Linked DNA regions of Anas platyrhynchos: region 2 is linked to region 1. The links are chromatin contacts, called in public Hi-C maps. All regions are on one chromosome and are shown on one strand. The core of a region is the stretch at or near the end of the contact, and the rest is flanking DNA. Distances in the headings are between cores, read along the strand shown.

Region 1 (7,839 bases), core at 3,453-5,952:
ATTACCTTTTGGGAGAGCTTAACAGGGCATAGGTGAGTTAACAGAATGTGAGAAAACTGAACAAGGTGTACTGAGATTTGTGTAGTTCTTTGGTTTATTTATTATTTTTTTTTTTTAGTCTCTACATTCTGTCATATAACTAAGTATTTAAGTGTCTAGGAGGCTTTTGTCTTCGAATTTGTGTTCTATGTTCTGCTGCTGTTTGAAGAGTAACTGGTTCAGCATGAGGTGAAGTAGTTCATAAGTTTGTAATGTACTTTTCAGTAGTTTAATACAGTGTAGTAGCTGTTTTGTCTTAGGGCAGCTGATCATCTTAATTTATGAAGAAGGAGATAAAAGCTGATATGATTGTTTAGGAGTCCATATGTGTTTGTTTGTTTGTTTGTTTTTTTAATCTTAGTTCATCTGTGAAATCAGCATTGCATTACTTTGTTCCCCTACAGAAATCTCTGTGCGAGTTCTCTGAACTCCTCTCTCACTTGAGTCATTTTAGAAGGGCACGTTGTTGTTCTGTATTCTAAAGCTTCTGGTACCTGTTTGTTAAAATTCTTTCCCTTTTTTGTCATTCTGCATGTCCTGTTGCTCAAGGGCATAGAGTGGTATTCAATCCCAATTTTTATATCAAAATGAAAAAAAAATTTGTTCAGAGCTTCAATGATAAGAAATTCCCATTTACAGATGACGCTCAGCACTATGGTCCAGACCACTATACTTCTTAGTGCTGTTTGAAGCACTAAGCTGTTTGTAATATATAGCTTCAAGTTGTAAGTACAGTGGGACCATATATAGAATCATAGAATATCCTGAGTTGGAAGGGACCCATATATGTGAATGTAAAACTTCTGGCTTTGTGAAAGGAGCTGATTAATAACCAGTTTTGAAAGTGAGCAATTATGTTTTTTGCCAGTGATTATGTATGCTGTGATTAGCATTTTAAGCTGTACTTCCCAAAATGTGATGAACAGTGTGGAAGCTGTACGGACATGTTTTTATAGTTGCAAAATGTAATTGTTATTCCACATCTCCTTGATTAGTCAGATTATTTTCCTACATATAAAGAAGAAAAGTGATGTATTATTGCATTGTATGCTACGCCTCCAAAAATGTGTGTAATTACTTTCCTGTATTAGAATTAATTATTAGAATAAATTATGGGGAGGAAGTTTTATTAACAAACTTGCATTATATTTTAAAATGGATAAATGACTTACTTCTGTCCCATCTACATATTTTTACCTTGACATGAAATAAGGTGCATTAATAAAAATGTGAAATAAGGTGCATTAATAAATAAAAACTGAATGTTTCTGATCAGGTATATCCACAGGCCTATCAACCCTGATGACCCTCCGCTAGTTGAACAACCCAAGCCATTGTATCCCTATCGCACAATAGGTTGTGTCTTCAACCATCACAAGTTCTTTGGAAATTGTCAGCCCACTGATGCTGTGGAGGTCTGCGTGTTTGACCTGCATGACGAGTCTAAATGGAAGCCCATGAGTGGAGAAGCAATAAAATCTGTCTGTTCTCCTGGAGCAGCATCTTCAGTTCCCCCTTTTCCTCCTTTGTGTGCTTCTGCAATAGATGCTGCAGTAACAAGCAATGAGATAGAATTGCAGCTGAGATTACTGGTCTCAGAACACAGGAAGGTAATCTGCTTAGAAAACTATTACCGATCTGCTGAGGTGGTAAAGGTGCATGTTTTTTGTGTGTTTGTTTTGCACAGATGTTTGTTGGTTTAAGTATCTGGGCCTTTGTAACGTGTTTTCTATCACCTTTTGCCAAAATGCAAGATGTGAAAACTGAAGTAACTGAAAAACATCTGGGATGACTGCACTGAGCTACTTTAGACATCATACTGACCGTTTGCTGTGACAGTGCTGCAGTCACGTGTGGGCTTGTTCCCCCCTTTCCTCTCTTTCCTGGTCTGTGATTTTTGGCCTACTGGCATCTGCAGACCGCTTATGAGTGGTTTGTAAAAGGGCTGAGAAGATAAGCATCCTTAGCACATCTATCACGTTATTATATCTTATTTTATATGTGTGTCTCTTCCCTTGATGAAAGCAGGCTTTCAGTTTTCAGAGTCTTACTCTGAGTGCTATCCAAAATTAGCAGGTATTTTTAGAAGTTAGTTTTGTCCTTTATCAAGATTTCTACGTGACATAATATACCAGAAATTATTCTTCCTGGACTGAATATGAAGGAGATGATATTTTCAGTTCCTGATAGCTGATAGCTCTTTTAGCTGATAGCTGATTGTTTCTTTCTTTTCTTTTTTTTTTTTTTTTTTCAATGTTAGCAATATCTTTTACTTTTTAATCTCTCCTACCACATAATGCTCAACCTGAGGGTGTCAAGTAATTCTCAGAGTATGAATCTTGTGCAGTGTTGAACACTGAAGTGGTTAGATTTTTCTACTTGCTTGCATTTGTTTGATGGTAAGAGTGCATGTACATACGTATCCGTGTTTTGGGAACTTGGTGTGCATTGGTTTTTGTAGTGAATTTCCAGGAGACATTAGGAAAACGTGAGGTGATTCCTCGTTGATCTTTCCCATATTTCTGCTGCCTATCTTATGCACCAGCACTGTAGTCTTAAATTTCTTCAAAATATACTGTAGCTAAAATATATAGTTTCAAAACATTGCTGGTCTTGTTTTAGTCGAGTCTGACTTAATTTCTTGTTAGGTGTTAAATATTTTGGTGGTGGTGGTTGATTCTTCTGGTTTGGTGTGTGAATGAGTACCTAACCCTTCCTGCTTTATGGATTCACATCCATGAACTGCAAGTTAAAGGTTGGTCATGATTTTATTTGAATCTGTATGTTATGCAAGCTGATTAACATCCTTATATTCTTTCTGCATGGTTGTCATCATGTTGTGGCTTGCCTCACAGGATCTTGGCCTTTCTACTGTTTGGGATGACCATCTATCCTATCTGTTGTCACCAGCGTTAGCAGCCTACGAGCTCGAACGTACCACGAGTATTTCTGCTGGAAACGAAGAGTTTCAAGATGCTGTACGAAGAGCAGTACCTGACGGTCACACATTTAAAGGGTTTCCTATCCATTTTGTATACAGAAATGCCAGGAGAGCATTTGCCACATGTCTTCGGTAAGACTAAGTATAAATTACAACGTATATGTGAAAACCAAGTAGGGACACACAATTATGAATTGCAGGGGTTTTTTTGTTTGCTTTGATAGTAAAGTTTAAAGAAAATCAAGTTCCTTACATAAGATCTGGAACAATAAAGAATAGTTGTTTGATGCACATAATGAATTGAACATCGGGTGCAGAGCTTTTGTGTTAAATGGGTGAGTTCAGTGATGATAGACTGCTGATGGGTTAAATCAAATACTGAGGAGTGTGTTGTCCTTTCCCCTGAAATACAGTTCGTTTAATTTCTCTGCTCTTGCTAAGTGATCGTCAGTGGTTTTGTTCTTCTCCAAGACAACAGCCCTTGCGCTATAAAACAATATTGTTTGTATTGACAGATTTGGGATGCTTGTTGTATGTTAATCATGTTTCAAATAATTGCACTTGTATAACTGAAAACTTTAATAGTAGCTTATTGATATTCGTTGTTACTGTTATTTTTCTTGCTTATGATATTAGTAATTCTTGATTTTCTTCTTTGTCATAGGTCTCCTTTCTGTGAAGAAATAATCTGTTGTAGGGGTGACCAGGTGCGACTTGCAGTTCGTGTACGAGTGTTTACGTACCCTGAATCCGCATGTGCTGTTTGGATCATGTTTGCTTGTAAATACCGCTCCGTCCTTTGAAAAACAAAATCATGCATGCCTCTTTGGATCTGCAAAATAATGTATCTGCATATCAAATGATGCAATTAAACTAATATTGTATTTTTATATAGGTGCCACGGATTTTGAATACTGTATTGTGTGAAGTGAATTGTATACATGATAATAATTGTATTTATAAAGAGAGTTTATTTTAATAAAAGCAACTTTAATACTTACATTTCCACGGTGGAAAGGAAACATACAACATTCCTGTATTTCCATCTCTCTTGGAGCTAGCAATAGCTTCTAAGTTCAGCACCTAGGAACAGTTCAGTCGGGTATAGGTAATTTTATTAATCTATGAATGTGATAATTTATGGGGGTTCTTAGGTGAATAGCTGTGCTGAGTTAGATGAAGTCTGTCTAACATCGTACCTTTTCCCTGAAAATAATATCACAGAATCACAGAATTGTCTAGGTTGGAAGAGACCTCAAGATCATCGAGTCCAACCTCTAAAATATGTCATGGATGATTGGAGGAAGAGAAAAAACAACTGCAGAGGCTTATTTCTGTAATACCTCTCCCCTTTCTGACACTCAACCTTAGCCTGCTGCTGAGGTGGAAGTTGTTCTCTGTAATACCCCTCTGTGATTTTGTCAGAGGCTGATACTCTCACCTACGCTTATCCATGTGTGGTTTTGGTTGTCTTAAACATGTGGATCGGTCAACACCGATCTCATCGCATCTAGTGTAATGTAGAGGGCTGGATAGGGATGAATTAAAGCCCTTTCCTGCACCACCCCCTCGGCGCAGCGCTTGGCAGGGGGCAGTCCCATCTCCCTGCCATTGCAAGCAGGGCCCCCCCCTCCCGCAGCAGCAGGGGCCGTGCGGGCGCTGCGGTGCCGGAGGGCGGGCGGCAGGGGGCGCTGCGTGGCGCGGGGCGGCCATTGCGCGGCTCGGAGCCGTTCCCCCCGCGGCGGCGGCGGCGGCGGCAGCGCCAGCGCCGGGGCCGCTCCTCCCGCCCCGGCCGCCCGCTGCCCGCCCGCCTGGCTGGGCCGGGCTGTCCGGCGGCCTGGCGGCACTGGCGGGGCGGGGAGGATGAGCGCTAGGAGCGGCAGCAGCGGCACAAGGAGGAGCAGCAGCAGCAGCAGCAGTGCGAGCAGCAGCAGCGCTGGGCGCTGAGCCGCGCAGGGCATGGCGCTGCCGGGGGAGCGCGGCGCAGAGCCGCAGCCCGGCGCCTCCCGCCCCGCTGCCGCCGCCACAGCCACCGATGAGGACGGAGAACCAGGAGGAGGAGGAGGAGGGCAACCGGAGGCGCTGTCGCTGGAGGAGATCCTGCGGCTGTACAACCAGCCCATCAACGAGGAGCAGGCGTGGGCCGTCTGCTACCAGTGCTGCGGCTGGCTGCGGGCCCGCGCCCGCCGCCGGGAGACCCCCGCGGGCAGACCGGGGGCAGCCGCGCACCTCCGCGTCTGGAGGGACGGAGCCGTCAGCATGGAGCAGGGCGAGCCCCGGCGGCCGCCCCACAGCGCAGAGGGTAAGGGGAGAGCGCCCCCAAAAGCCCCCCCCTCCGCCGCCTTTGGCCGCGGGACCCGCGCCCGGGGAGGTCCGGCTGGGGGCTGCGGGGTGTGCAGGGTCTGTCTGGGGTTATCTGGGTTTGTCTGGGTGTGGGGGTTTAGGGGGTCTTCAGCCCAAACCCAGCCGGCACGGGGATGAGGCATCCATGGTGCTCCCCGCTGTCAGGCTAGCTGGATTCAGCATCGCTGAAATTGGGGAGAAATTCAGAAAATTTGGGGTTTTTCAGGCTGGTGCATGCACAGTGGGGTCAGTGCGTGGGTGTTGTGCTGTCGGTCAGCCAGCGCGGGGCCAGCAGTACCCCCAAATAGCGAGAAATGCAGAATGGAAGAGGGGCTGCATCTTCCCCCCACAGCTTCAGTGGGTCTCGTAACCATTTCCACCTGAATACAGGCTGCTGTGCTCTCGTATTTTTAAAAAATAGGTGATGGTAATGTTAATAAAATTAACATTTTATTAACGGGGGAAGCATTTGCCCAGCCAGTGGATTTGTGTGCCGGGCAAATTGCACCCCGCGTGCTGCTTTTGCTTTTAGTGTTTTGGGGTGGGATCAGGCTTCTTCCCCTCTCACGTCAGCTGTAGGAAAGGCAGTGATTTAGTAGGTGTTTCTTTTTGTTGTTACCATTTCCTTGCTGTTTGTGGCCTCATTCTGTTGCCTCTTCATGTTTCTAATGGCCTGTGGGGTGTATCTGAACGTGAGGCTCAGGCCCCACTCTGGCACACACACGCAGATGTCCGTAACCTCCTGGGAGGGCATGAGGGGACCACCAGGCACGCACCCCTCCGATACCTGTAATTAACAGGCGAGGAGGGGAGCTCGGGGCCAGATGTCAGCTGCCAGACCATGCTCAGCGATCCCACGTCTGTATCTGCCTGCCCCAAGTCATCCCAGCATCCACACCTCCCAATACGCCCGTGCAGCACGGGCTGTGCTCGGCCTTCACGCTTTTACAGAGGATTTGTAGGACTACCTGGCAACAACATGAATCCAAGATTCTGTTTTTCTTTGGTTTGCGGAGCCTGTGGCAGGTTTCCATTGGAAATCGCCATCTGCATGGTGCAGTGGATGCTGCGTGGAAGAGCCGGCAGCAGGCTTGCTGCTCTTTGGTATCTTTTGAACTGTCCCAGTTCTGTGCTTTATTGCTCCCTGCAACGTCCTTGGATGATGATTAATGAGCGTTGCGAGCCTCCTTCATCTCAAGCCTCTCAAAGGGATAGTTATTCTTACGCTCGGGTATTCAGCTTAGCAGCAATGAAAACTTGAGAGCTGCTGCCCCGGTGCTATGGCTAGGGGAGCCCTGTGCAGCAGCACAGGCCCTGAAGCCGTCTGGCCACGTTAATTTTACTCTTGAGATACAAATTAAAGCTGTCCTAAGAAGTACTGATTATGTAGAAATGGGTGGTGCGTTTCCAGACCCATTTCTTGTGAATCAGTTCCCCGGCTAATGCGCAATACTTGAAATTCCGACTGAAAATACCCTAGAAATTGAACAAAATGTCCTTGAGGTAGGAAAGAAAGATGAGTTTCACTGATACAGATGGCAGGAAAACAACCTTGAAGTCAAGTCCCTGTCATTAACCAAAACCAGAGAACAATTTTAAAATGTTCGTCTCAGTTTTACCTGCGTAGTCTGCTAATCCTCGGATCCTTAGTTATCTCTTTTTTTTTTTTTTTTTCCTTTAATCAGTTATGTTTTGGTTATATAAAAGTAAAAAAAAAGATTGAGAATGGAAACCTTTCTCAGCTGTTCATTTTCATGCAAGTGTTTGTGTTACCTGACCGTCTGAATCCCCAGCAGGAGGAGGATTGGGAAGGATTCCTGGTAATTGTTTTCCTGCCTTCGTGGCTCAGACAACTTAGGTTTAAGTGGCTGTGTCAGAAGATTTGCTAGAGCAGTAGGGATTCTGCGGGCTAATAACTCCGAGCTGCGAAACTATTTTGTTACTGCAGTGCACGAAAAATGTATAGCTGTAGGTTGGCGTGTAGGTTTGGGTCATCCCAGCATCAAATATTGGCTGTTGGTGCCTGTTTCGGTAAACAAGAGGATCCTGTGTGGCAAATAAAGGAGTCCCTACAGAATGGTGTCTTTGGGTCGCCAACATTCAGGCTTTGTTCAGGGCCAGGAGAAGGACGTGATCGGTCACGCCTGTCAGCAGAGCTCCGGCTAATTCAGGAGCCAACACGGCCGCGTCGCGGAGTTTGCTTCAGGGACACTTACAAAAGAGCTGCTTTCACAGTGCCTTGCAAACCTTACCGTCCTGCCAGAGGTGGAGCGAGTAAGAAATAAACATGAACATGCAAAAAAAATGGAGAGTTCCCCGTGGTCATCTTGGTATGAATCATTGCAGCTGTCTGACATCTAAATACCACAGAAATGTGGGCTGCTCGGACAGATGAATTTGGAGATACAGCGTATTTTACCTAATGGATGTTTTTGTCTTCCCTATTTTGCTTGTAGTTTATATGGAAGGAACTAACAGTGGCATCTAGTAAAGTGCCAGATGTGATAAAAAAAATA
Region 2 (7,839 bases), core at 2,209-4,708, 100 kb after region 1:
TGTGAGACACTTGTACCATTTGGACAGAAATATTTGTTGCTATTAAAAAGAAAAGAAAAAAAGGAGCTTTATAATGAAAAATTTGGGAGTCTGTGGTACACTCCACACATCCCAGAGTTACTCAGTGTTGCCCAGTTTATAGCAGTAAAGCACAAAGCTACATTTGAATAGTCTCTGCAATATGAGTGGACCTGTGGCTTCCCAGCTTTGTCTCCTTGCTTTGCACAACCCACACATACAGGTGAGATCTGCTCCATCCCAAGTCACCATCAAGCAAAGGGAGAAGCTGGAAGCAAAGTGCCAGCCCCTGAGCCTTGCTGGTGGGCTGAGTGGCTGGCCCAGGGCTGGCTGCTGTTAAACCAAAACTTCTTTGGAAATGGCAATTTAATCTTGGTAGCTGCTCTTACAGAGGGAGACACTGGCTTGAAGAATTTGAATCAGTTTTCAGACAAGCTCAGCGTATCATCAGAATAAACTATCAAGGCAAACACAGCCTTGAGGTACATCCCCTTTTAATTAGAAGTATGGATTTATGACTCAAGTTGAGCTAATGGAGCTTGGAGAAAACTTTGTTTCATGCTCTTGTTTTATTAACCTTCAGTTGGGACGCAGCATTAGGTGATAACAACCCTATGCTTTAAAATGCATTTGCCTTTATGTTAAGTTTGGACAGCAGTTTAGATACTGTTCTGCTCTGCTGTCTGTGGCTGATGTTGTCTAGGTAATAAACTACAGGAGAAATGCCCTGACTCCCAAATTTGTCTCAGCGTCAGCCACCTACTGTGCTCCCCGCCTAAACTTGCTTTCATGAGCAAAAGTGTCCCAGTACAATGCTTTTTCAACCTGTTTTCACATAGAGGACCCTTTCATACCAACGCTGCATGTTTATCAGCCACAGGTATCACAGGTAAGCTGATGTCAGTTTTGATGTGTCCTGGTACATTCTGGTAGTTGGGCCTTGCCTGCTTATCTGGATTAGTATGCCGAAATTTTGTTTTCGGTTGAGAATATGTCGAGCGTCTACTCCCCGAATTACACTGCACAGCTCGAAATGTGGGTAGGTTGAACACAGCAGAGGTTTGTGTGCGTTTGGAGCTAGGATCATGGGCAGACCAAAGGCCCGGAGGAATGTTCAACAGCTATGCCATGTGATTTTCTTCTATCCAGAGCTTTTATTTTCCTATGTGATTTTGTTGTTATTAAGCTGGCAAGGAACGAAGCTATTGGTTATGTAAACTTTCTAGAAATAAAGAGCACCTGACCACTTTCTTGTCTAGGGATAAAATGGCTAGTGGCCCTAAAAGGAGAGGATAATATTAAGGATACATTGTAAAGGCTAAATTCACCTAAGTTTTGTTGTTTTTTGTTTTTAAAGAACAAGAATCAGCACAAATCATACTGTTAGGCCTTTTTTTTTTCTTGTTCAAGGAAAGAAATGCTCCAGCTTAGCTTGAGTGTCTCTCTTTATTAGTTTAATTATAATCATTGGAGATTATGCTTAAAAAAAATTAGAAATATTTATTTCAGGTCACTGAAACTTGTGTGAAATGTGGCTTTGTACTTTCAACTTTTTTTTTCTCTCTCTTTCTGTCCTTTTTCTCTTTTTCTCTTCCCCATTTTTCTTCATGGCATTTTATTTGAAAATACTGTGGTTTTAAGATCCTTGCCTCTTGTTTTGGTATTTGATTTATTGATTTCCAAAAATCTGGTTCTATAACTCTACAAATATCTTTATAACTCTACAAATATCTTTATGCTTGCTCTGTTTGCAAGTCCCATTTATGCTACTGTAGTTTTCAGACTTCAGGCTTTACTCCAGTAAAGCAATAGTATGTCTGACAAATTTTGGATTTAGGCAACAGAATCCAAAATGCCTCAAGTGGAGTTAATCTTTTGTTTTCATTACCTCTCTGCTTTTCTAACAGCTGAATTATTTTCTTTTTGTTTTTTTTTTGTTTGTGTGTTTGTTTCTTTTTTTTACAGCAATGCGGCCTCTTAGCATGTCTTACAGTTTTGACTTGTCAGGTAAAAGGTGCAACAACACCTGACGTGGTTATTGTGCTTATTGTGAAATCTGTTCCATCTGTTTGTTGAATTCCCATTTAACAAAGAAACTTGAAGGGATTCTTCCAACGTATGGTCAGTGAAAATAAAACTTGAGACAAATTACTTTTGTTAATACCTGCATTTCCCCTCTGAGAAAAGGATACTTAGGTATAGGAGACAGCTGTGTTTCACCTGAAATAAAGTGCTGGAATTCTGTTTAAGTAAATAAGTGTAATAAGGTGGCCTGGAGCTATTCCAAACTCTTAAAGGGATTGTAGAAAACAGCGTCACCTTCAAGTCTGAGTTGCTTATTATTTATTAATCTGACATTAGTGTCTTTACAGTCACTTTTTGACTAGCCCGTTTTCTGCAGTACTTTATTTTTCTTGAGCATCCAAAACCAAGTTTTGAGTTCTTCTGCCTTTCTAGATTTAACAAAATACACCTGTGACACTGATCTAGAAAGGAACTGTCAATTCTACCGAGTGTCTTTATAGTACGTATTTTGTGAGTTATAAAGTGAAAGACATTCACTGAAACCAGGTTAAAGCTTCCAGCTTTCCTGGTTAGCAAAGTAAGTTGCTAAGGTTTGCTGCTAACAATCCTTGTAGCCCTAAAGTAAATTTGGTCGTCCTTCAATGTGCGCTAACAGGATGCTCAAGCCCAAAGACTCCATCATTCAGGCTATAAATATTCTGTATTATCCTCAAAGATTTGTGCACCGAGGAGAGCTCTTGTGCTGGCCATTACCTAATTTCCCTAGGGTGAGTCCTAAAAAAAAAAAATGAAAAAAAAATCCATGCCCTCATTTTGTGAAGCAGCAACACCAGCTGTACCCTCCCCTCCCTCCTGCCAGCTGCACACAGAAACATCTCACCCAGTACTTTTGCAGAGTTTTCTTCCCCTGTTTCTCTATCCACTCTCTAACCTGGCTTTCCCTTAAAAAGGCATAGTCTGACTGAAATGCTGGCCCACTGCGAACTAGAAAGACCATATAGAGGTTATTTGATTGCCATGATATAATAAAATACAATAGCTTTGTAATACAGGCATGAGGTTCACAGATGATCTATATCTGAACGTGGTTTCATGTTATGGCCAAGTAAAAAGCTTGCCATTGCCAAGAAGAGGGAGGGCAGGCTCTTGCTCCTTCCTTTCCCTCCCCAAAATCCCCCCCAAACATGTGATTTCTCCCTCCTCCTTTGCATTCATTTATTCACAAGATAAACTGGTTCAACTCACGTAACCCAGGCACAAATACTTGCATTTTTTTGCGAGGTTGGTTTTCTGCTATTTTAGGGTTTTAAACCTGCCCACTATCTGATCAGATGATCGGAGAGCTGGGTAGATAATGAGCATGGGTGGATGGGAGGAAGGAACAGGCTCTCCCCGTCAGAGGCGGCGGCACGCTGTTGATCCAGCTCCAGCCCTTTTGTGAAACCTTACGCTGAAGTTGTATGGTCCAGCTGCCACGGCTGTCTGCTGGGATCCAAATCCTGCACGCACTCGGTGTCATGTTTGACTCCACTGAAAGAGGAAGCGTCCCCTGGAAGCCAGATAACATCATAAGCTGTCAAACTTCGGTTTTCAAAAACTTGCTACTTTCAGATATGCCTGAAAATTGTAGAACCCTTCAGTTTTAAGGCTATAAAACTGAATGTGCCAGTGACCAATGAAAGGGAAACGTTCAGATCTGTCTTTCTGCATGTATCTGTTTGCTTCTTCTTTTGCCTTTTATTTTCTAAGAATCCCGAGGCATCCTCATTTGTCGAAATCCCCAAAATATTTTGTAAATGCTCCCTTCATAACCCATTAATTCGTTACCATGATGTTTTTATTTTGAAGAAGTAGCTTCGTAGCAATCTATGCTGTACTTGGATTTGCTCTTTTTTACTGACCACTGAAGAACTCTTCCTGTTTTCTTTATCCATCTGCTAAATGTGATTGGTTTTGTGTTATTTTTCCAAGTCATGTGGCTCTAAGCAAGTAGTATCATTGCGTGACTGAGTGAGCTGATAAATTGTCTTTAGAATTTAATTCAGGATGATTAAAACATTCCAGTTAGTGGGGTGTGAGGTGCTGGATGTGCAGTACAAATGAAATGGATGTGTTGGGATGTAGGTGGTAAGCAGACAAGCAGTTGTTTTCAGTGTTGTTGCTTTGTGTGTTTTTACTTTTTTTTTTCTTCATTATTTTGGAGGTGGGGTAGTCTGTGCTTTCATTCTGTGATCACTCTTTCCACATATTTGCTCTTGCACTGCTTTCATTGCTCTCTGCTTGACAGAATTGCTGTCACAAATGCACAAACCTGCTGAATATCAGAATTGTTTTATTCTAAGTGCTAAAGGACAGGTTCAGGGCTTTATTACATTTGCTGTTTGCCTCTTTCTCTGGCACCACACCGGTATAGTTGATATGTCAATGTCATGCCGCCCAGCGCCACGTATCTCCCTGCTGCTGTCATCCTGAGGAGAGGAGGAGGAGAGCATTTTCCTGATGGTGAATAGAAGGAGTGAGCAGTAGCCATGTGTAATGAGAGTAATCTGAGACATACTCTGGTATCAACTAGGGAACAAGGCAGGCACTGGGCTGCTTTCTCTCATAGAAAAATAGCTTAAGAGCAGCTTTACTTCTATGGACTGCGTTAAATATACTCAAAAGCCCAGTTGTTCATACTCGTAACACTCAACTTCTTACCTCAAAGCTGTGTGCACGCCTCTTTGAAGCTGTTATGTAAGCAACAGGGAACAGGGGACAAGAGAGAGAAAAAAAAAAATCCAAATTTCACAGGGATTATTCCTGTTATTTCCAATGCCGGGAGATGGCGTGTATTACTGTTGGTTTTACACGACCTATGCCTCACCAGTGTGAGGAAGGAACTCCACCAAGTCCCAGTAATCTCTTTGTTTAGATAACATAATAAAGAATGAGATGCAAGCACCACCAAAACACCAGCCGTTTGGATTTATTAGTTCTCATGTTGGACTTCGCCAGCCCAGTCCATTAAAAGGAGCAGCATACCTCTGTTACCATTATCCGTTATATATTTCCTAGCATATTGGCATCATACCTAGCAAAATGTAAACGAGTATTAATTCTGCAAACCCGTTTTATCCTTCTTTCCATTTCAGCCTTCTTTCAAACTCAGTGTAGAAATGATGAGGTTGAGGAGTACGCTTGTTGTACAGAACCAAATTCAGGTTTCTGTTGTCGTCATTTGCTAAGGAGAGGTGCTTAGGAGCAGACAACATCTAGTTAGTTACATGACTGCTGTAGTTTGCATGTAATGTGTTGTCTGCTTAATTCTTTGTTTCATAAGAAACAATCTTACATGTAGATCAAGGTGAATTTCTTATTATCCTATGTGGGTTTTTTTTCTCCCCCTTCTTAAGGCTAGTTAGGGAAGGCCAACATAAAGCTCAAGTAATCAAATCCAAGACCTCTTTCATTTGCCTGGTGTAATGATAGTTTAAAAGAATCTCAGAAGAAACCAAACATTACTCCAATTTGCAGGTACTGTGCATTGTACTCACTGCCTGAAAACATGGAGAAATGACACTCTCCCAGTGTGTCTGATTATCTATTAAGGTCTTAATTCTAGGCTGTTTTAAAAAATAATAATAATAATAACATTATTTTTTGCTTCAGTGAATTTTTAATGAATTTCTTCTGTCATACTCATTTTAATAAGCATCAGTCTACTCAATGTTTCTGACTTGTTTATCCTGATTAGTTTTACCTTGTTTATGGTGATACATGATTATTTGCCACATGGTAATGTTTCTGCTGCCTGAGTACATCAAGAAAATAGCTTATACGAAGTGATACTATTTTTGCTCTGTACCAGCTAACAAATTCTGTTTTTAATTTCGGAACAAGTTATTTTTGTTGAAATCTGCTGGATGAAACTAAATTTTCATGATCCTTTCCTTAAATTACGATAATCCATTTAAATCCAGTACTATAACTGCAGGAGTGATAAACTGAACTCAATCACTGTTGTCCAAAAACGTTTTATAAATGGATGAGTTTTTAGTTTTATTTGGGGGACGGAGGTATTCTTTAGTGTTTGCAAATTCTAAAAACATTCCCTGTTTTTGTCTTTAGAGGAAAGAATGACGATAAATGATTAGTCCCTACTGAAGAGCCCTTCAAAACAAATACTGTGGATTGTCTTCTAGATTCACCTAAAGCTTCATTGGCTATTCAAGAAGTCATAAACAATGTGTTTCTAAACAACTCCTACATATGTAAGCTGAAATAAAAACAGTTTTAGGCTTTCTAGAAGGTGATTGGCTACATAAATTACCTCTAAAATGGTTTGGAAATTCCCATTTCTGGGGCCTGTGTTCTTGGAAAACAAACCAGGCAAACATAAAACAACGACAGCAAACAATTTATGTCACGGACCTTGAATATCCAGTTCCCTATATCACATCCCTTAGTGCTAGGGGATGTCGGGTGGACTTTCCCTCCTGTCTGCTTTCCCCAAGCCTATTGTGTGTATTGTTTTTTGCAAGGAGGGCAATCCTGTTGGCTGTCCCGTCAATTTTCTCCCAGTGACTTCAACAATATTTCCAGTCCATGCTCCAGCCTCCCTACCACTGGGCGGGGAGTCACCATCCAGGAAGGTTTGAGAGGAGGAACATCACCTTTGGTGCTGGGGCTGCTGCTTCGGCCGGTCTGGCCAGGTACCACCCTGTGCGATCAAAAGGCAAATCAAAGGTTTTTCTCTTGCTCATTTGGGAAACCATGAGCTTCTTCAATCAACTGCGTGCCAGCTAATTACGAGGTCTCGAGCAGTATTGGCAGCAGGGAGGTGAGGCAGTTTGGTTTTCGTTTTCCTGCTGTCGCTTTCTGGGATTGCATGAAGCGATCGTTACGGCAGGAATGCATTTGATGTGGAGGACACCCATGCTGTACTCGCAAAAATCTAGCAGGGAAAAAAAAACATGACCTAGAAGCCATAGCACTAGTCAGGACATCCATTAGGAAAGCCTTTGAAGATAGGAACTAAAGGTTAGAGAGTCTAAGTCTTTGATTGCAATTCTTTGTAGGGAGGACCTGAAGGCAGTAATAACACTGTAGTACACGATTCATAGGCTTGGAATGCCACCATGGCTTTAATAGCCCAAATCATCCCCTTTTCTTACATTCCTAGTTGAAGGTATGATTTAGAGAGGAACTGTAATACGTCCCCTGTCCTTTCTCTCTGTTTTCAGCGTTTAACAATGACCTAATTAATTCTTTAACATATATATTCATTTAACTTATTCTTCCTATTATTCCTTTTAAATAGCTGCTCCAGTGAGAACGTTGTAAAAGTGACCTACTGCTGCCACAGATGCTTTGTCTGCACTGTGCAGTTTTAACTTACCTAGTGCAAGAACAGCTTTTATCAGTGCAAATTGTGTTGTGGTAGCAGTAACCATGCCTGTTTAAGCCAGGGCAGCGATGCAAGTGACTCCAGACGATGTGTGAGTACTTGTGCTGTCAGCACTGGGGATACCTGGATTGTATCATTGCTCTGTCATAGTCCTCCTGGTAACCTAAGGTAGGAGTCATTCGGCCGTTCCTGCCTCTCGTCACCGTGTGTAAAAATGGGAATAATGACCCTTCATTACACTAACCCTGAAATACCTGGAGGTGCTTTGTTATTACAAGACTGGGGAAGGAGTCATATAATTAGATGTGTAGAAAAACACATTTGTAGAAAGACCAGATGCTTAGGCATACGATGCAAATGGGAGATTAAAAGCTTCTCTTCCTTCTCCCTCCAACATAATTTTCTTC

Evidence for each region. Hi-C and Micro-C count contacts between places; a contact is called where the count stands out from the background.
Region 2: a Hi-C map of subcutaneous adipose tissue shows a contact between it and region 1, with 2.1 times the contacts expected there. The contact joins the enhancer-like site here to the promoter of SPIRE1 in region 1. A contact is called at or near these places in 4 of 8 Hi-C or Micro-C datasets (liver, skeletal muscle and subcutaneous adipose tissue).

What each region holds. Positions count from the first base shown.
Region 1 is chr2:48,834,663-48,842,501 of IASCAAS_PekinDuck_T2T, forward strand. SPIRE1 (spire type actin nucleation factor 1) reads left to right here and starts at 4,703. Exons shown (of 17, transcript XM_027452074.3): 1 at 4,703-5,282. The coding sequence starts at 4,940. It overlaps CEP76 (centrosomal protein 76), which reads left to right. Exons shown (of 12, transcript XM_027452077.3): 9 at 1-32; 10 at 1,316-1,649; 11 at 2,895-3,112; 12 at 3,645-3,980. The coding sequence ends at 3,783.
Region 2 is chr2:48,938,198-48,946,036 of IASCAAS_PekinDuck_T2T, forward strand. All of the region lies in intron 8 of SPIRE1 (spire type actin nucleation factor 1), which reads left to right. Among named protein-coding and RNA genes, the nearest start is that of PRELID3A, 38 kb to the right of the region's middle. Within about 2 kb of position 3,459, at least 1 of the 8 cell types and tissues checked has an H3K27ac peak or open chromatin away from gene starts, as enhancers often do. A contact at or near this core is called in subcutaneous adipose tissue, where this site is marked.